Linked DNA regions of Mus musculus: all the other regions are linked to region 2. The links are chromatin contacts, called in public HiCAR-type and promoter capture Hi-C maps. All regions are on one chromosome and are shown on one strand. The core of a region is the stretch at or near the end of the contact, and the rest is flanking DNA. Distances in the headings are between cores, read along the strand shown.

The links. Promoter capture Hi-C pulls out the DNA fragments that hold promoters and counts their contacts. HiCAR-type assays count read pairs that join an accessible place to other places.
Region 1: a HiCAR-type map of astrocytes shows a contact between it and region 2, with 5 times the contacts expected there. The contact joins the promoter of Rc3h1 here to the promoter of Cop1 in region 2. A contact is called at or near these places in 1 of 39 promoter capture datasets (pre-B cells), 1 of 115 datasets of contacts at active chromatin or transcription factors (astrocytes) and 1 of 9 other capture datasets (liver).
Region 3: a promoter capture Hi-C map of pre-B cells shows a contact between it and region 2. The contact joins the promoter of Rabgap1l here to the promoter of Cop1 in region 2. A contact is called at or near these places in 3 of 39 promoter capture datasets (hippocampal neurons, liver and pre-B cells) and 1 of 9 other capture datasets (adipose tissue).

Annotation. Positions count from the first base shown.
Region 1 is chr1:160,903,627-160,908,097 of GRCm38.p6, forward strand. Rc3h1 (RING CCCH (C3H) domains 1) reads left to right here and starts at 2,785. Exons shown (of 20, transcript NM_001024952.2): 1 at 2,785-3,073.
Region 2 is chr1:159,230,299-159,234,320 of GRCm38.p6, forward strand. Cop1 (COP1, E3 ubiquitin ligase) reads left to right here and starts at 1,902. Exons shown (of 20, transcript NM_011931.4): 1 at 1,902-2,552. The coding sequence starts at 2,140.
Region 3 is chr1:160,791,561-160,795,541 of GRCm38.p6, forward strand. Rabgap1l (RAB GTPase activating protein 1-like) reads right to left here and starts at 1,378. Exons shown (of 21, transcript NM_013862.5): 1 at 1,176-1,378. It overlaps Gm37083 (a long non-coding RNA gene), which reads left to right and starts at 335. Exons shown (of 3, transcript XR_003948752.1): 1 at 335-753.

The DNA of each region.
Region 1 (4,471 bases), core at 1,535-4,034, 1.7 Mb after region 2:
TGCCCATATAAACCCAGCATACCATCTAATTTAATTTTCTAATTCTTAATGTGAAGACCCTAGTAATGTTAAAACTTAGAAAAATTAGGGGGAGAGAGATTGATTTACTAACTAAAATTTACAAAGAGTTATTAATTTCGGGATAAAATTCACACGAAATTCTTTCCCCTTGATAGATTACCACATCTCTTTTAAATAGACTTGGTCTCGGGGGACATATTGTCTTCTGTATCTCACATCTAGTCTAATTGCAGAATTCAAAACCTAAATGACTCCTCCCAGGTTCATTTCATTAGAAACACTTGTTTCTACAGAGCTGTTCTTCCTTTTCCAACAAGTATTTGCTCAGTTATGTAGTTCAAATAAACTTGGAGGAACCTCTGTATTTAGCTTATTGTTAGTTGGAATAGCTAGCAGAGGTATAGCACTATTCCTATTTTAAGGAACTCTCATTAGGTTGTTTGTAATGGAAGCCGGGCTACTTCCTTTCACCTAAACAGAGAGGTTGGCATGTGTGCCTAGCAACAGCAGCTAAAACTTTGTTGTGGAAGGTTCCCTAGGAGTGAGGCGGGAGGAATGGCAGGAGGAACAGACTATCTGTTTGTCCTAGTAGGGGACTGACCCCTGGTTGTTTGAGGAGGGAAAGGCTTTCCAAGAGATAACGTTTAGATTAGTAACACGCTGGCCTAAACTTTAGGGCTGCTGGAAATCAGGTCCTGGCTTACTGCAAGAACCAGGCTCTTATCTGACTAGGGTATGTTCCCAACTGTTCAGCAGATGACTAAACTGAAGGAGAATAGTACAGAACCTTCTATGTGTTTACTTTTACATAAGAATAATTAGGTTTTATTTAACAAATTAGGCATAGTTAACAACTAGTGATAAATAGAACAATTATAACAACATATTATAAAAATTCATTGAAAACTCATGAATTATTTCTGGAATTTTTCACTGAATATTTTTGGTTTACAGTTGTCCAGAGCTAACTCAAATCATAGAAATTTCAGATAAGTGGGGACAGCTGTATTTAGTAGTTTAAGAGATTACAGATTTAGCTCACTCCAAAGCAGCAAACACAATCAATAAAGGCATGAATAAGTCTAAAAATAAGCTGAAATCTCACCACCATGAAGTTATAATCACTACAAAAAAACCTCTTCCAAGTTCAGGAAAATGTGTGATATTTCAGCTGTGTGAGCTGGATATGCTGTCTTACACCTATAAGCCTAAAGTTAAGAGGCAGAAGGATTTGCAGGGCAGGCAGTGGTGACACAGGCCTTTAATCCCAGCACTTGGAAGGCTGAGGCAGGCAGATAAATCTGAGTTCAAGACCAGCCTGGCCTACAGAGTGAATTCCAGGACAGCCAGAGCTACACAGAGAAACCAAGAAAATAAAAAAATTAAAAATGAGGTGAGAGACGAGCCCGTGAACGTGCTCCAGGCCACCCTGGTCTCAAAGCAAGAGCCTGTCTCAAGAACCAAAGCCTGGCCAGGTATGGCTAGGTGGCCATACCTATAATCTGAGCTCTCAGGGAGCAGAGGTTCAGAACTTCCAGGTCAGTCCAGGCTCCAGGATTTTCTGTTCCGGGAATAAAACAAACCCAGCCAAACCAAAACAACAACAAACAAACAATCAAACACCCACGGGGAAAAAAAAGAAACCAAAACAAAGCCCAAACAAGCCCAACAGCCACCCAGTAATTGTTTCTTGTGAGATGTGGAAGTAATTTGTTTGTTTGTTTTAAATCGATGTTGGTGAGTTTACAGTGAAGAAAGGACAGTCTGGGCATGGGGCCCATGCCTTTAATTCCTTCACTTGGAAGACAGAGACAGATGGAACTCTTGTGAGTTCAAAGCCAGCCTGGTCTACAGAAGAATTTCTAGGATAGCCAAGGGTATATAATAGAGAGACCCTGTCTCAAAAACAGAACAAAAAAAAAAAAAAAAAAAAAAAAAGAAAGGACAGAACAACAAATTCTCTGCTTTCACAGACAAAGCAGGAAGCAGAAGGAGAGCGGGGAGCATTTTATGGTGTTGACTTGAGGACAGTTTTAATGTGAAAATTAGAATATAAATTTAATACTATATAGTATTAGAATTCCGTTTCTTTCGGTTCTCCAGAATTTGGCTAAACCGAATTATGTCGAAGATGTGTGCACACACACCCCACAACACAGGGTACTGGAAAGGGGTGGGATGCAAAACAGATACAAGAGGAAGAGTCCAGAGCTTAAGAGAAACGCCATCATACACACACACACAGACACAGACACACACACACAGACACACACACAGACACACACACACAGACACACACACACACACACACACACACACACACACACACACACACACACACACAAGCGCGAGTGAGGCTGGGGAGAGGTAGCATATAAGAAAAAAGATGCTAGAGTCGAGGAAGAGTCCAGACCTCAGAAAGTGACAAGCTCAGAGGCAGCGCGAGACTCCATAGGAGTGAGCTTACGGGAACCGCCTGGCCTCTTGCCTGCCAGCACCAAAGGCACTGTGGCCACAGGCCAGGCGGGTGGCCCGGGAGGAGGTGGGACAAGTTTCTCCACTCGGGGCGCGACAGCGCTCGAGACACGGGCGGGGCGCGTCGCCCGCTCCCGACAGGGCGTTGGGGCCGGTGACTCAGAGCTTTCCTCCCGGCCCCGCCCTCAGACGACCACGCCCCACCTCGTTAGCCACGCCCCGCCCCGTTGGCCACGCCCCATGAGGAGGAGCCTCGCCTTCATCTCCGCCCCAGTCTCGGGGCGGGCCGGAGTCTGAGGAAGAGGAAGGGGACGAGGACAACGAGCGACGGGCGGCGGAGGACGCGGAGGAGGAAGGGGAGGCCGACCAACAAGATGGCCCCTGCTGCAGGAGCAGCCTCAGCAGCAGCAGGTGGGGGGCTGGAGGCGGCGCTGGCGGTGGCGGCTACGGCCGTGGTCCGGCGGCCTGGGACAGAGTCAGAGTCGATGGTGGCAGCGGCGGCGGCGGCGGCTGCCGCGACGGTGGCGACGGCCGCAGGGACTCGGAGCTGAGAGGAGCTGCTGCTCGGACCAGAGCGGTGAGCAAGTGGCGGTCGGCAGTGTGGGGAGCGGGGCGGCCGCGGCCGAGAACAATAGGCAGCGACTGCGGGGATGGGGCTGTCCTCACCCGCCCTGCGCTCGGGACCGGCCCCAGGGCTTGTCAGTGGCCGGCGTCCTTTAGGCCTCAGGCCTCCGCGTGCCTCCCGGAGGGCCTGCCGGGGTAGGTAGGCCGAGGGGCGGTGCGGACGCCGCCCTGGACGCCGGGAAGGCTGGGGAGGCTGGGGCGGGAGCGGGGGGTTGGGGGGGTCCGAGGCTGACTGGTTCCGAGGTCCCTCGGAGGACAGCGGGCGGGCGGTGAGTTTGCTCGCAGGAAATGTTGTTTGGACCCCTGTCTGTGCGGTGGGGGAGGGAGTAGGCGCCTGTAAACAGCCGCCGCTCCTGCCTAGCTGCCAGGCGTGGCTGCTCCCTCCCCAGCCCCCTTCCTCCCTTGGCCAAGTGGGTTTTAGGGTGTCGGTTTCCCAGGAGTTCCTGGAGATAAACCCTATTGGCCAAGACGAAACCATGTGCAGGTGCCTTTTTCAAAAAGACTATAAGTGTACAACAACAAAAACACACAAAATGTGGTTGTTGGTAAAGGATGGAGTAGTAAGGGGTGGACCTTTCCTAACAAGGTTCTAAACATCAGGTCTCTGTAAACACCACGGTACTCACATCCCAGGTCCGAGGGAGCTAGCCGAAACAAGGGCTCTTTTTGAAGCAGCAATAATGTAACTCTTGACATCCCAGAATAGTCCGTGAAACTGGAAACAAAGCCACTTATTGGCAGCACGGAGACAGATTGTTAAGGTTTGAGCGGAACTTTTCTAACTAGCCATTTTGAATTGTGTACAGCAGAGGCGATATCATTAACCTCTTTGGTATCTGCTGGAAGCACTTAGGACAGAGAAGTGGTTCATCTGTCTCCCTTAGGAGTTCATGTGTCTGTCTCATATTCTAATCATTTTTTTTCCAGTTTGTCCCAAAATTTGGAGAAGATTCTTTTTTCTCTGTTTGAAATTTCATATTTAAAGCCTACTTTCTAAGATTTCCAATACTTTTAGCCTGCCGTTATGCTTGCCTGTGAATCCTAGCACTCAGGAGGCTGAGGCAGAGTATCCTGATTTGACAAGACTTGTATCAAAAAACTAATTCAGCCAACAAAATGCCAGACAATAGAAACTTTTACTGATAGTTTTCAAAAAACAAAAACCAGTTGTGGTTCTGTTTTAAGTGGCTAGGCTTAGGATGAGACACCTCATTTTATGTTAGTATGCTATACTGCAATAATATCTTTATACTTAAAAGTTAGCTATTTCTCCTAAATGTAATTTTTCTAGGCATTTACCACATACATTTTCAAATGGAGGGGGAAGAGGTAAATTTTATTCCATTTTCTA
Region 2 (4,022 bases), core at 652-3,151:
CCTAACTGCTCCAAGAGCTCAAAAATAAACTAAATGATAATTGATGTTATATCTAAAATAATTACTATGCTCTACCAGAAATAAATGTTTCAAAGTTACTTGACTCTCCTCTAACTTTGATGTAAATTATGGTCTTTGTGGGTTTTGATTTAAAAACTCTGTACCCCTCAACTAGAGCACCAAGAGACTTTTCAAAGATATGAGACCACTCTCCATCTGGCCATCAATAAAAAGGACTTAAAACTTTTAATATGCTTAATTGGTGTGATTATCAGTAACTATATTGCGTGGATTATTTCACGAGTACAGAGTTTCTAACAACTGTTCCAAATTTACAGCGATTTAATTCCCAACACTTAGGAATGTGTATAATAATCCAGTTTTATGTATATACTCCAAGTGTATGCTTATCCAGGACCATAAGGTGCCCATCTCTTATTCCCCCTTGGGTTGCCGCTCTCTGTGGTCCAGTGACAGAAGGAATAAGGACAGTAGCCCTAAGTACTGTATCCCTAATCAGAGGATAAAGGAGCCTACAACAGATGCATCATCAGACTGGTAGACATCAGACACGTTGAATTCTATCTGCTTCATGTCCAGACAGAGGCTCTGACAAAAGTTGTCCTCCTAAACCGGCCAGGTTTAGACTTAGTTTTCATTTCCCAGGGGAACTAGGCGAGTATTGCTGCTTCAATGCCAACAAAGACGGAGTTATCAATGAGGTTTTACAAAAGGTTGGAGATAATTTAGATAAGTGACATCAGGGACAAGAAGCAAATAATTTCTGGTACTATAAAATGTTTGATTTGAAAGAGTAATAAAGACAAAATTCTAGGCCTTTGGGCCCAGGCTTGGGAATTTTGCCTTTGTGACTCAATGCTCCAAGGTATGCTAATCATAAAACAGATATCAACATTCCTCCACCCATCAGCTTCCTGGGTTCAAAGAGTGTTAATTCAAAGAAAGTCACCCTGACCATTGCTGGAACCCACTATGCAAAGGTGCTATTGCTAGGGGCTCTTAGATTGTTAGGGGCTCTTAGAAACTGTCTTGAGAGATAACCTGACACTTGTGACTTTGTACTTCCTTGTGACTCTTAACTGGTATTTTTGGTATTTTCCAACAACGCCCTTCCCACCTCCTTAAGTTGTGGTTTCTTCCTTTAAATACCCCCTAACCCAGCTACTCGGGGCGCCACGGTCCTCTACCCCTGCGTGGTGTATGACCGTGGGCCGAGAGCGCTCTTGAATAAAAATCCTCTTGCAATTTGCAGCAAGACCGTTTCTCGTTGGTGATTTTGGGGTGTCGCCTCTCCTGAGTCAGAACGTGGGGAAGTCCTCACGTTGTGGCTCTTTCAGATTGAAACCTAAGGCTTGTAACCCTTTTTCACTGCCCTGGCCCCTTACTCCTCCTAACAGGACTTCAAAATCTAAACAGAAAAAAAAAATCTAAACGAAAACAAATTATATTCCTGCCACACAATCGGGAAAAAGCGCGAAGCCGCAAGAGAACACAAGTGAGCTTAGTATTTTCCAGATAATAATCCATAGCCGCATGCGCGCTCGCTCACACGCATGCGCAACACCACTGCTCCGTACCGCCGCAGTTTTAGCTGGGCAATCCGCCAGCGTCCACCCGGGGCACGCTTAAGCAGTTGCTTTTCGAGCGTTCCCGGTCCACTAGACCAGATTCCCCGTCCTTTCCCCTTCCACCCTTTGGCTCCATGAAAACGGCCATCTCTCTACTACGTCAGAAAGGAAATCAGCTTTCCACTCGGAGAACTACACGCTCGGCATCTCCGTACAGCCCGGCGCCGGCGCCGGCGCCTGCGCGCGCAGCTGCTCCGCTGCCCCGCCCCTTCCGCCGCTCATGCGCAAGCCCGACCGCCTCGGCGCGCCCGGGTTGGCTGCCCCGGCGGCCTCCTCGGCAGTCATGGCTCCTCGGATGTGATAGTTTCCCCCGCCCCCTCGCGTAGGACGCGGCGGCGGGGCGGCGGTGGGAAGCCTAACTTTATTGTTCCCCCGGCCCGTCTCCCGGCGCGTCCTCAGGATGCTCGGGAGCTGAGCGCCGGGGGCGGCGGAGGGTCGCGGTCTGTCCGGGCCCTCGCCTCGGAGCGCAGGGCCAAGGGAGGGAGTCACGATGTCAGGTAGCCGCCAGGCCGGCTCGGGTTCCGCTGGGACGAGCCCCGGCTCCTCGGCCGCCTCCTCGGTGACTTCCGCCTCCTCGTCCTTATCCTCGTCTCCGTCGCCGCCGTCCGTGGCGGCCTCGGCGGCGACGCTGGTGTCCGGCGGCGTGGCTCCGGCCGCGGGCTCCGGCGGCCTCGGCGGCCCGGGGCGGCCTGTGCTGGTGGCGGCCGCGGTGTCTGGCAGCGCGAGCGCCGGCGGGGCGGTGTCCGCGGGCCAGTCCCGGCTCAGCTGCGCGGCCAGGCCCAGCGCCGGCGTTGGAGGGAGCAGCTCCAGCCTCGGCAGTAGCAGTAGGAAGCGACCTCTGCTCGTCCCGCTTTGTAACGGGCTCCTCAACTCCTACGAGGACAAAAGCAACGACTTCGTCTGGTGGGTTTGCATAGCAGCCCCTGCGTGCATGACCACGAGTTTCTGCTGCTGAGCCTGGCGGGGTCCCGTGGAGGGAGGCCTGTTGGAGGTGCTGGGATTCGAACCTAGAGAGTTGAGTGTTTGCAGAGTTAAGGTTCCCGGTTGGGAGGTGGAGCTGGACTGGGATCCTTAGGCAAAGTGGTGAAATGGGATTGCACAGAAGTGGGTGCTGGTGTCCAGGAACTGAAGGCATTTAAGGGAGTGCTTAAGGATAAAGATGGAGGTCCAGTAAGTGGTTATTAGAAAGGAAGTATTCGGGGTAGGAGGTTAAATCCCTTCTGGTTTTTGTTTTTGTTTTCTTTCTTTTTTTGGCCATCTAGTGGACGAAGTATCAGTCAGGAGTAGTTCATGATTTTCGGAGGTAGAAGACTAGTTAGTGCCTGGTGATTCTGAGGTGTGGGATTGCTGGTCAACACTATATTGTAAAAAAGTAGATGGTGCTCGAAACCTGGTTGGTGATGCTTTACGAAGTTATTTTTGCCCATCCTGCGTTGGAATATGAATTTGAATAGATAGGACACTTGTAATACTGTTAATAATTTTGTAGTCAAAGTTTGTTCACACCCAATTCCAGGTTTCAACTGTTGGAAAAAGGGAAACACATTTTTAGTGTTTCTGTGTTGTATGGAACGATCGCAGCGCTGTGTATACACTGGAATCTCTGACTTGAGAAACGCTTTTACAGTCATTGCATCACAGCTGGCATCTTGAGCGACACAGTAGAATTCAGGCATTTGGCATCTAAGAGGGACTTTAAGCAAAAGATGAATCTGATTGTCTTGAAGAATGCTTTGAATTTTAATTGGGTTTTGATATTACTGGTAAGATTATGAGAGCTTAATGAAGATTTCCTGCTCACAAACTGGTAGAATTCTGGGCCTTTCCTAAGAAGGAACTTGTTGTTTGACTTAATGATGTAGGAAGTTGGCTTGAACAGTCATGCTTGGGGAAGTTAGTTCAGATCACAGTAGAAGATGGGCTTAAATGGTATTATTAAAGATGATAAGCTTAGAGATTGTAACCATTGAGAAAGGTATTAGCTACACTTTCTTGTTCACTAATATAATTCGTAATTTTGCTTTTGTTTAGATTCAGAAGTTGTGTGTGTGTTGAAATAGAATTATAGCTGTGGTTATTTGTAATTTAAGAAGTTTATGGTTGGGTGTAAGAGGTGTTTGCATTCCTTTTTTTGTTTGGCTTTATTTATTTATTTATTTAGAGACAGGGTTTCTCTGTGTAGCCCTGGATATCCTGGAACTAGCTCTGTAGAACAGGCTGGCCCTGAACTCAGAGATCCTCCTGCCTCTTCCTTCTTGTGCTAGGATTAAAGGTGTTTGTCACCACTGCCTGGGTGAGGTGTTTGTATTCTTGTCCAATCAATAGTGTCACATGATAAGGTAGAAACTAGTAAAACAGTTTGCTTTTTTCTTT
Region 3 (3,981 bases), core at 128-2,627, 1.6 Mb after region 2:
ATTCTACAGAAGTGCAGCGGCTGCCAAATGTAAACACTACTACAAGAAAAGTCTTAAGGTTTTCAGGAAATTGTGTTCTCTGAATTGTGACAGTCAACTATCTACCTCTTCTCATACACAAGAAAATTTAGATGCATTAAAATCATCTAAACTGTCCATTGGAAAAAAAAATGCATGCTTTGACATCTGTTTCCAAACAGCACTAAGCAGGTCAAGCAAGCCCTTACCATTAAAGGTTAGCGGTTCATTTAATTTGCATACCATCGGTTCTGAAAAAACGATCGCCTAAATTCGAGTCTTTTTCTGATATAACCAACTCTGAGAAGTCCAAAAAGAATATATAAGCACCTGAACGAAACTGTCTTGAGACCACAAATGAACTTCTCAGTTCAGCCTTCCTTGCTCCTGGCCACCTCCCCAATGGCCAGTGGCCCCTTTCCACATGCTGACGCACTGCCCAGCCCTGCACCGTTGGCGATCCGAGCAAAGTACCAGCTCGGTCTCAGAAACTTTGACTCAGTTATCAGGACACGGAGGACAACATGCGCGTGGGTGTGGATGAGTGTCTGTCGGGGCCCACGCGGTCAACTTTGAAGCGGGGCATTCCTGGCAGGTAGAGATCTGCCCAAAAAACAGCCTATCCCAGACAGCAAAACCACAAGCATCGCCAGCAGGAACGGAGCAAAGTGCGCGGGGCGGAGGAAAGGGAAGAGCGAGGGAAGGACACGGGATCCAACCGACGCTTTCAAGTGGGTAAGAAAATAAACCTGTCCACACGCCCCCCCGGACTCGGGGTTGCTGGGACTGCGAGCCCAGCAGCAGCCACATCCCGGCCACCGCCGGCGGGGGCGGCGGCAATGTCAGGAGGGCACACTTGGAGGCGGCGGCCGCCCAAGCCACCACCCGGCCCCAGGTGAGGGGCGCCAACCCCGCCTCCCGCCCGGCCGCCCCACCGCGACGAGCCAGCCACACGGAGAACCCGGGTGTCCCGGAGGCGGCCGACGGTGCTGAGCCCGCCGGATGCCTTCCGCCCCGCTCCAGCATCCCGGTCCCGGGCCGGGCCTCGCACCCCGACCCTCTCTGAACCAGCCGGGTCCACCTCAAAACCCCCCGGAGCGCGGCTCCCAGCCGTCAGGCCGCCCTCGAGCCCCCCTCGAAGGCCGCTTTCACCTCACCTCACGTCTCCGCGGCCGTGCCGGAACAACAACTCTGTCAGACGCCCGAGTCCCACCCGCCGCCCAGAGCTCTGCGGCCGGGCCCGTCCCGTTCACTCCGCCGCGGCCGAAGCCCAGGGAGGGCGGAGGGAACGGGGCGGAGGGAGCGGGCTGGGGAGGGGAGAGGACCGCACGGCAGGAAGAGGCGAGGGAGGGGGCGGACTGAGGAGGAGGCGGTCGGCGGGAGCGCGCGCGCCCGGCCCCTCGGCGCGGCGTGCGCGCTCCCGAGGGCGGAGGTGCCTTCTCTGCCTAAGTCGGCGGCGCGCGCGCGCGTCCACAGGCTCGCTTGACTCGGCTTGGCCCCCCCAACCCTGAAAGCGCGGAGTACAAACCTGAGCAGAGGGCAGAGGGCGAGCTAGGAGAGCGGAGGCACGCGAGGACCTCCTCCAGCACGCGTGCTGGTGCCTGGCAATCATCCCCAGCACTGACTGAGTTCTAAGTCCCTTTTGGGGAGATTCTTTCTTAACAAACCTGTTTTACATATTTCCATTCCGTGAGGCCAGTAAGTCACCTCGGAGGACTAACTTTTCCACCGGGACTCTTTGTCCTTTGAAGGTGCTTGGAGGCATCCCCCTTCATTGATTCTTCCAGACTCAGACTACATAGGAAAGCGCTAACCCAACGGTAAAGGCATCCCGGGTCTCACCTTTTAGCCTTTCAGAGAGTAGATTTTGGAGGACAGATAAACTAAAGTATTTACTTTCTGCCACAAATATTGTACTAATTTTTGAACTGTGAATTTTTTCCTTTCTAGATCAAGCAGCCAGAAAAGACCTGTACATTCCTTGAATCTCATAAGAACTTTTTTTCTCAGGTTTATGGCACAAATATGTGTACCCTTAATCTGTGAAATATTTTAGAGATTCTAGAGGGACCTGTTCACCCATTTCTGTGCCTTTCATGATGAATCCTACCTGGCTTATAGAAAGTATCCGTTCAGTAAATATTACTGTTTGAATTGAATGTGTCCAGAGATTGGACCTCTAGAGTAGCTTCTTGAGTTGAAAGTTCTCTTTTCTTATAACACTTCAATTGGTCTGTCATTATTGTCCACCCAGATCCAAAAGCTACCCTGTAACATTTGTCAAAGGACCTTCAAACCCAAGTTTCTTTTCTCCTTTTTCTTAATGTTAATGCCTACAGATGCTGTGTCATAGCAAAAGTGTTCCAACTCATTCGGGTTTCCCCTCCGTGTTAGGTCCTTCCCAGAAGGTATTTTTGTTAAGCTCTGTACCCTGAGTAGACCTCCTAACCAGAACCTGACTCAATGCTTTAAGTTTGATACCTAATAAAGTTAGGATCTAATTAACACAAATCATCTGTTGACTTCCACGTTTGCAGAGTCTCATTGTAAATATACGAGAAGTAGATACTGAGCCAGGCTCTATGAGAAAATCAGCACACGAAAAGGCCATACATAGCATTTGCCTTCAGGTATCTTCTAAACAAAGCGAAGTTATTTGACAAAGGGGACAATGAAGGCTAGGACTTAGCTCACTTTCTCCTGTTTACCAGGAGGCCAGGCCTAAGAAGGGTGTGACTTCACGTGAAAGCCGGACTTCTCACTTCAGTTAACCTAATCTAGATCACCCCTCACAGGCACGCCTGGACGCTTGTCTCCCAGATAATCCTATATCCTGTCAAACTGACAATATTAAACACTGAACACAGCCAGGCACATCTTGTGTGTGGAGGAGAATGAAAAGGAGTTTTTCCTCACACTAGCTGCTGAGATGGGTGGGTTTAGTTAACGAAGCCACCACCTCTACAGTGAAGGAAGCTGACCCGAAGGCGAAGCTGACACATTATGAAAGAGTTCAAAATAAGCCAGAAGTCATCCTCTAGATTTAGTCATTTCCCTGAGTCAAGATGTTTTCTTAGTTACTTAGGATTTTTAAAATGAATTTAGATTTTTATTATTTGCAGTCAAGTCTGAATTTTTCAATACATATTATGGAAGGAAGAATCATATGACTCTCCCACAGATATTGTTTTAATGACATGAATAGATTCTGTACTTGATAAAATTTTAGAAGGTCCTCATAGGGATTTGTCTACTACCCAGAACCCTTCCCAGACTGGGTTATTTATGTAATGTCTGAGAACTCATCACTGCACTTAAAAAATTAGTTTAAATTCTGTGCTTTATTTAAATCAGCTTGCCCTAATAAAAGCACCTAATGACTCTAATGGGTAACCATGTTTATATGCATTTAACATGTGAGGGGTTTTTTATATTTTTGTTTTGTCTTTTGTGTGTGTGTGTGTGTGCGTGTGTGTGTGTGTGTGTGTGTGTGTGTGTTATACTTAAGTATACATTAACCAAACCAAAAGAGGATGCTGAGTATCTTCTGCCATTCTCTATGCTATTCTCTTAAGACAGAGTCTCTCACTGAACCACAGCTCACCGGTTTGGCTAGGCTGTCAGCCAGCAGGCTCTAGCAGACTTCCTGTGTCCATTTCTAACCAGCACTGGGGTTGTAGGCATGCATGGCCACACCTGGTTATTTTTACATGGGTGTTGGGGATCTGAACTTAGGTCTCCATGTTTGCATAGCAAATGTTCTTACCCACACAACCACTCCCTGGCCACTATTATATTGGTTCAGAGTTGTTTTGTTGTTGTTGTTGTTGTTTGTCTGACACTGGAAAGATTAGAAAAATAACCCTGGTAACCTAGGTTGTGGTGGTGCATACCTTTAAGCACTTGGAGGCAGTGGCAGGTGAATCTCTGAGTTCAAGGCCAGTCTGGTCTACTGAGTTCCGG